2 separate regions of the Ovis aries genome follow, and region 1 is linked to region 2. The links are chromatin contacts, called in public Hi-C maps. All regions are on one chromosome and are shown on one strand. The core of a region is the stretch at or near the end of the contact, and the rest is flanking DNA. Distances in the headings are between cores, read along the strand shown. Region 1 overlaps SDC2 (syndecan 2). Region 2 has its middle 100 kb from the start of TSPYL5.

Region 1 (3,931 bases), core at 886-3,385, 650 kb after region 2:
CACTGACTACACGCCAAGCAGCAATCTCTAAGAGTTACAGATGTATCAACCCCTTAAGATGCATGACAACCCGATGTGGGAGGGATTATTATCATCTTCCATTCTATAAATGAGGAAACTGAGGTTCAGCCAAATTAAATATGTTTCCAAGATCTCACAGTTCAAGTAGCTGGGAGCTAGAATTCACACCCAGGCACTGAGTGTGCCCTTAACAGTTATGCCTCCTGCTTGCTTCCCTGAAGCACGTTCCAATAGAGTGTGAGTGTATGTGTGTGTAAGAGTGTGTGTGTGTAAGAGTGTGTTGTGTGTGTGTGCACATGCATACACAAACACAGAGATCAGAGATGAGTGTGGATGTAGCTAGCCTTACCCGAGCCTGATGCAGAAGCATAGTCATCATCGTCAATAGGATATACTCCTGAAGCTTCTTCAATGGAGCTGTTGTCGAGGTACATGTCTTTATCAGATGTCAGCTCTGCCCGCTGAGAAAGGAGAGAGAGGGGGTTCAGGATGGTGAGAAATTAGGAAAGAGTTTATTCATTCATCTCACTGTTCAGGCTTATACCTCAGTGACTACCTGTCCCTCTCTCCTGTTCCTTTAAACTGATTTTTGTCCCTACCTTTCCTCGGCACACCCTGACAAGTCACATGACGTCAAGGGCTGACCACAGACAATGCTCCTGAGGGAAACCTAACCCGGTGGATCCTCAGAAGATGCCTCAGAAGCACCTATCACGGGCTTATTTCCTCACTTCCTACTAAAGCTGTCTGAGTGCCAGTGGCCCCAGTGCTAGCTGGAGCCATCTGCTTTCCCAAAGTCACCGTGAGGCTCCTTGACTGGAAAAGCTGCAAGACAGTCAACTCATTTAAGACTTCCTTGGGGATGCATTAGGGTGCTTGGGAAAAATCATCTCCCAGGGATGTGTCAAGGTCCCTTAGACATTTACAGGCCTGGCCACACTCAGAGAGGCACCAGTATGGCCAGGAGCTCTCGGGGGCCATGCAGAGGCCAGCACCACACCCCGCCAGGAGCAGGGCCTGCGAGGCTGTGGACCAGGGCAAGCCCACCGCGAGCCGCATCTGGGGCCCACAGGCTTAGTGGAGCCTTAATGACAAATGCAGATAAACCCACAGGAGCACATTCTTTTTATATTCCTGGCACTGGGTAACAGCAAATCACACACTGAATAGGGAAAGGGATCATTCGCTAAGTTGACCAGTTCCACAGCTTCTTAGCTCTTCAGTAAGAGTTTTAGTATTAAAATTCAATCTAATCCTGTCAAGAGAGTCATTTGCATGAAGTGGAGGCTGAGTAGATGTATAATTTTTCTTAAATGGTTTCAGTAAATTGATATTTTACCACCAGTATCTCATGACAGCCCAGAAACAAATACAGCAGCCTGTAAGCCTCTAAAAACCCCTCGTGTTTGGGAAAAGGCAGCACTCATTATTGTCCTATATTTTAAAAATCAAATGGAATGTTTGTTTTTAACAGGAATGACAAAAAAATGTTTCCCTCATTACAGTGGCTTTCATCAGATTTCCTTTTATTGATAAAATAAAGCCTTCTTCTGCTCCAGCAGTCACTGGACTGGAACCTTCCACGGAGGACGCCGGGGCCACCCCATCACAGCACCACTTTCTTCTCTCGGGTTTTGACAGCTGATTGTAGAGACCGAAGTATCCTAAACCCAAGCTGGTGTCCTAAACCCAAGCTGGTGTCCTAAACCCAAGCCGGTGTCCTCCAGGCCTCAGTGACGACTACCGTGAAGGTATGGATGCCTGCTTTGCTCAAGCGGCCACATCGGCACGTTCTGAGAACTGACACCTTAATGAGGCCCTGGTTTCCCAGTAGCCTGGCCGGCAGGCACTGAATGACCACCCTGAGACAAGAGTGTGCTTGAATTTTCCTAGAACAGTCAGAGCTTAACTCTGCCCTCTGAGGCCATGCTTCATGATAGCAGTCTCCAAGGCTTTCACCAGTCCAGGCCGGGCTTCCCAAAGCTCGTGAACCTACAGTATCAGGAGCCGTGGGTTCCACAGCCCCACCATCGGCGTCACTGACCCTGGCAGTCTCTTAGCTCCTACAAGGGCAAGGACTGTGCTTCATACGTCCTCAGTTCACCCCACCCCCCACAATCACACCATCTGGGGGGCAGCAAGTGCTCAGCAAACAGCGCTTGGGCCGTTTGCTGTCCTGTGTGTATTAAACTTTGTCCTATGAACTCCACTGGCAGAGCCCTCTCATTCTTTCTCTCAAGTCCAGTCTACAAAACAGGCTCTGTTTTTTCAGACCTTCCACGTCCCCTTGTTAGAAACTACTATTTTAGATTTTTAGCCTGTGAACAATTGAAGACAAAGGCTCGGTGTTATTGTCTGGTGTGCATTGTCCTGTGGCCCCTCAGCAGAGCACACTTGGAGAAGGCAGGGCCTCAATGACCTAAGCTCTCTGGCCCTCTCGGAAGGCATGGGGATTCAATAAATATTTGCTGACTGAGATTACCTAAAACAAACTGGCCTTTGACTCAGGCTTCAGAGTTAACACATGTCACGAGTCCTGGGGGACTCCTACAGTTGATATCTTTCCATCCGAAGCCTCGGAGACCATCAGTCCCAAACTGTACACATGGACAGGGACCTATTTGCGCAACCTTGAACTTAAAAGCAGAAACCTGTTTGCCTTTTCTCAACACTGAATGATTTTTTCCTCTTGGCTCTGTCAAAGAAGTTGGAGGTGGCACGGGCCATGTGAAATATTTAATCCCTACTTGTAAACTGCAAGTCTATTCATTAGGTGACCCAGTTGCTAGACGGGCACGTCTGTCACACGCACAGGCAGATGGGCCAAAACACGTCTCCCAGAGGACTGTGGCCACCTCACGACTCAACCACACAGGCTGGCTTGACAAGCAACTCACTTCTCTATGACAACCAGCTCCTTAGGAGGAGGCTGTGGGACCTGAACTGCTACAAGACTTGGGCTCAGGACACATCTAAAGAAGCTGGCAGCCCCTCAGCCCCTCAGGCTCTGCGAGGCTCCAGGGCAGTCCTGGGGCTGATGGGATGTTTAATGTGCTCGAGGGCAGCTAAAAGGATTTGTTCCTCCATTGTCTGATGTGGTACCAATAATTATGACATCACACTAAAAGTTATCTCCTCCTCTGACATCAGGGGCACCAAGCACCTAAGAGGAATTGCCAATATCTGTCCTTCCATAGAGAGCTTCACTGGTGGCTCAGCAGTAAAAAAAATCCAATGCAGGAGTCGCAGGAGCTGCACATTTGATCCCTGGGTTGAGAAGATCCCCTGGAGGAGGGCATGGCAACCCACTCCAGTATTCTTGCCTGGAGAATCCCATGGACAGAGATGGGTACATGGACTGGTGGGTACAGTCCATAGGGTTCCAAAGAGTCAGATACAACTAAAGCAGCTTAGCATATGCGCGTGCGCACACACACAAACACACATACACACACACACAACCTTCCATAGTCTGATCTCATATAAGCAGGCTTCTTTTCCCACGGTAGCAGATAACGCTCAAAGAAAACCTCCACTGTCTTTTCCTCTTAACAAAAAATTCTTTGCAAACATGACAATTCCTTTGGTGAAGACTCCACACTCTGTGCAGAAAGGATTGCTGCAGTTAACATGCCCAGAAAGGGAAATGAATTCTGCACTCACATCCCCTGGGGGCAAGACACGCATCTTTCCAAAAGCCAAGAAAAGGGGTGACTCAAGACTATGGCTTCTACACCAGCCAACTGTGATTTGCCTCACTAAGCAGAAAACCCCAAGACACACGGAACACTCTTGCATTCGATGAGACAGAGCCCCTGGATGAAGGAAACCAATGGGGAGGAAATTTGCAGAGGCCCAGCTCGATGGCAGGACTTCCTATCGAATTTGTCTCACTGGGGACTGGCCGTGA
Region 2 (4,120 bases), core at 691-3,190:
CACCAGGTAGCCTGCTGGTCTCTGAGCCTGACTCTCAGTGTGTGGTCAGCAGAACTGCTGAGCATCATGCGTGCTTGCAGGTCCGGATGCTCTGGGTATGGGGGAGCAAGATCAGGAAAAGTCCGTTGCACAGGGTCTGGCATGCAGTAGGTGCTTAGTAATGAGCACAGTGGATTCTGAAGTGTGTATACATATTATTAAAATAGTTCTTTGGGAAGTGAGCTACTACATTTTGCCTGTCCTGGCTTCTGCTTTGTCCTCAGAATGTTGGAGGACGAGTGAGTGGGTTGGGAACTGAGTTCCTGGCTCAAAATCCAATGTTCTTGACAAAACACAAAATTTAGTTTCCAAGGGCTTCTGAAAGAAAATGTCTCATGCAGTTTCTTGGAAATAAGTGCTTCCCACCTGAGTGTGTTTTCAGGCACAGCTGAAGGCAGAAGCACCGGGCACAGAGGAGAGTGGGGAGGAAGATGTTGAAAAAGCTGTCTCCATCAACGTACTGATCCCAGGGACCAGGGAGCCGGCCCCCGGGGCAAGGTCTGTTCAGAGTTTTACCAAGATCCTCATTTTAAGAAATGAGTAATTCTGCTCATCTTGCTCCTGCCCGCTTCCCCCTACCAGTAGTTAATGATCCCTGTGGGCAACGGTCCCCACAGCTAATGAACCCAAACACGACCAGGCCTCCAGGCCCGCGCACAGGCCCGAAGGGTGCATGTGGCATCAGACTCCCCACAAAGCCTTTGCTGGGAGGGGACCGTTGTCACCAACCGTGGCCACCTGATTGACCCCTTCGCTGGGTGTCACTAAAACCCCTCAGCTCAGGCCATGGAGTTCTCCTTATAATTAACCTCTCTTTTGTAGCTAATGGTTCTTACAGATAAGGCTCTAGTGTAGGGCAGCCAGTAATTCACCAGAAGGCTTCTTTCCACCTATGAAATTAAGCATTGTTAAAAAGAGTCTTTCCGTGGCCCAATAGCAGCTAAATGTTGCTTAGAAAGCTCATGGCAAAAACCTATGTTACTCTGAGGACAGTTCTGCTGGACCTCGGTTTGATTTCATTGTTTTTCCCCTTTATTTATTTGTTTATTTTAACAACAGAAGGAACGAGGTTCATTCCCATTTAAGTGTGTTGTGTGATTGTAAATGGTGCCCTCCCATATTCTGGGGAATATCTGACCGGGGGTTGCTGGAAGCTGAGATTTCAGAGAACTTTCAACCCGAAAGTGATATTGTTATTAAGACAATTTCTAAGATGGAAAGCTGTATCATCCACCTGTGAATTCAAGGGCACAAACATTGAGGCTAAGGCAAAAAGGGCTAGAACTTTCCAACAGACAACCTGTTCACAGTTCCCACCAGAATGCCAAATAAGTAAATAAATACAAAAACAAACATACAAATAAACAAAAATTCCAAGACCCTGAAACAAGATAAAAAATGAATGTGGCATCTCCCAGCTCTGTAGGAACAACTGATTTGGTGATAATGACACTAAGAAGAGAGAGTATTTATTGCCAGTTGAGGCCATGCCAGACGTGGTTCTAAGCAGTTGGTAATGGTTCCCTTACATAATTCTAGGCCAACTCAATGAAGTAGTGGCTCTTAGTCCCATTTTACAGATGAAGACATTGAGGTGAATATACACAAAGCCGGAAAATGTTGGCTTATGACCAAGAACTGGTTCCTGGCCATGCTCCAGGCGAGTTCATACAGCAACCTGGGTAAGGATGTCCTCTAGAGACCAGTCTTGGGTGACCTGCTGACCTTCTTGGTTGTTGGTGGCAGCTTATGCTATATTTTCTATTACACAGCTTTAGAGTCCGGGAAAATTCTCCCTTTTAAAGCCACGTCTCCAATCTGTTCTATCTAGTCCCTCTTCAACCCAGTTGGTTTCTAGATACAAAGCCTGCAGCCATGTCAAACCAGAGGATGAGTAAGACAGAGTGTCCAATGAGCCTGCCCTGGGTTGATGTAATGTGTGGGCCTCTGGCACCCAGAAGATCAAAATCCAAGGTCCTTGCCCTTGAGGATTTCATAATCTGGTGGTGGCGACAGACATGTAAACAGACCTTTCCAAAACATGTCACAAATGTTATTATAATATGCACAAATAGCACTTAATTTGTACCAGGCACCGTTCTTAGCACTTTTCATAGATTTTTCTCATTTAATCTTCACAACAATCCCATGAGTAGCTGTGGTTATCATTTTGCTGACATAGTGAGAGGCTATGTGACATAGATGGAAGCGAAAAAGACAGGATTCTGAAGCCAGGCAGTTGGGCCCCATTTCTGCACTTTTAGCTGAGCTGCTCCGTGGTCTCCGCCGTGACGGAGGTGAGCATGGTGGACTGTGAGGGCACAGAGCAGGGACTCTGCAGCAGGCAGGGAAGGGCCTCGCCAGAAGAGGGGGCTCCCAGGTTGGGCGAACTGACCCACAGAACCCGTTTGTCCATGCCTGGGCTGGACATGGGTTGGGGGAATAGTAAAATGGTGCAGACCATATGTATGTGTTGTTGTCGGAAACAGCATGCTGGCAGCCTGGCAACCTTTTACATGCCTTTTGAATACAAGACCGAATGGCAAAAGGAAGACAAAGAATGGGCCCTACAGCCTGATGTCATATATGTAAATTAAAAATGCATGCACACAAAACAATATGTATGATATAAGAACACATATAAATGAAATGATTTCTATCAAACAGAGTAGCGTGGCTGCCTTTGAGGACAGGTGGAGAACAAAGGGGAGAAGAGGGATACGATGAAATAAAGAAAGAGAAACACGATGACAGTAATGTGTTGTGAACTGAAGAGAATAACTAAGTCAGCCTTGGGCCCCTGAGAGGAGGCAAGAGAGGAGGAAGAGGTTCCTCAGGGGCAGCTGCAAAACTCTCCTGAGCTAAGTTTAGCCCCTTCCTGCATCCTTCCCTGGGTGTGGTAGGGGCACCAAGTTGCTTTCTCCAGTGTGATCCTATGCCCTTCTTATCCCTGATTGGTTCAGGGATGGGTGCCTGACTCAAGCTCAGCCAATCAACTCATTTCCTTTTATAGACAGCTTTGATGCTCAGTAGAGGCACCCTAGTTTAGGGTAAAGGGCAAACTCCAGCCAAAGTAAATTACAACATGGCTTCCACTGCTGACCACGTGAGCTTGGGCACATGATTTAGCCTCTAAGTCCTGAGTTTTCCTGTCCATATTGTAGGAATATATAATACCCAACGTACAGGATTGTGTGAAGATTTCATGAATGAATGAAATCCGTGTACAGTGCTTAGAACAGTGCCTTCCTTAACAGGACTCTATAAATGTTGGCCATGACTGTTTTCTAGTGAAAAATGAAAGTTGCTCAGTCGTGTCTGACTCTCTGTGACCCCATGGACTACACAGTCCATGGAATTCTCCAGGCCAGGATACTGGAGTGAGTAACCTTTCCCTTCTCCAGGTGATCTTCCCAACTCAGGGATCAAACCCAGGTCTCCTGCATTGCAGGTGGATTCTTTACCAGGTGAGCCAAAAGGGAAGCCTGATTGTTTCCTAAGAACTTGGTAATTGAAAGACTAAAGAGAGGCCTGGATCTGGGCAGCTAATCAGTGCCAAGGAGTAAGTCACTTCCCTGTTGTGTGAAGTATTCTCATTATTTTATCCCCAGGGGTCATAGAAATATCATTGTTTTGTCTAATACTTGAAAGGTGAAAAAGGTTGGAAATTATTGCTAAGCAGGGGTCAGACTCCGGTTCAATTCCTGAGGCTTCACTATACTAAGACCTTGAGCTCACCTCATACCTCAGTATCTTTGCATTCTATCTGATACCCACACCCTCCCACCCCTTTTTGTGCGTGAAGTTAAAGTATATTTCTGTCAGCTATCTACAGAATCCTGGTAAAGAGGGTCATAATGACAGTGAAGACTCCAAGGCTCAGTCTCTGAGCTCATCTCAATGTATGGTCACTTCCATTCTGTCATCCTTACAGTGAAGGTCACCCTTACACACTGATGACCAAGTTAAAAATTCTTGAAAAACAAGTACAAGATCATATATCCCTCTTGCTACCATGATCAAGTCCTAGTTCATACAAAGTGTAGCCTAACAACCTCAGCACACAGAATTTTATAAAATC

The links. A called contact is a pair of places that touch in the nucleus more often than the background predicts.
Region 1: a Hi-C map of liver shows a contact between it and region 2, with 9 times the contacts expected there. The contact joins two enhancer-like sites. A contact is called at or near these places in 2 of 16 Hi-C or Micro-C datasets (liver and mixed tissues).

The regions. Positions count from the first base shown.
Region 1 is chr9:80,513,951-80,517,881 of ARS-UI_Ramb_v3.0, forward strand. SDC2 (syndecan 2) reads right to left here. Exons shown (of 5, transcript XM_015097914.4): 2 at 371-482. Among named protein-coding and RNA genes, the nearest start is that of CPQ, 56 kb to the left of the region's middle. Within about 2 kb of position 2,136, at least 4 of the 54 cell types and tissues checked have an H3K27ac peak or open chromatin away from gene starts, as enhancers often do. A contact at or near this core is called in liver, where this site is marked.
Region 2 is chr9:79,860,396-79,864,515 of ARS-UI_Ramb_v3.0, forward strand. No RefSeq gene overlaps it. Among named protein-coding and RNA genes, the nearest start is that of TSPYL5, 100 kb to the left of the region's middle. Within about 2 kb of position 1,941, at least 1 of the 54 cell types and tissues checked has an H3K27ac peak or open chromatin away from gene starts, as enhancers often do. A contact at or near this core is called in liver, where this site is marked.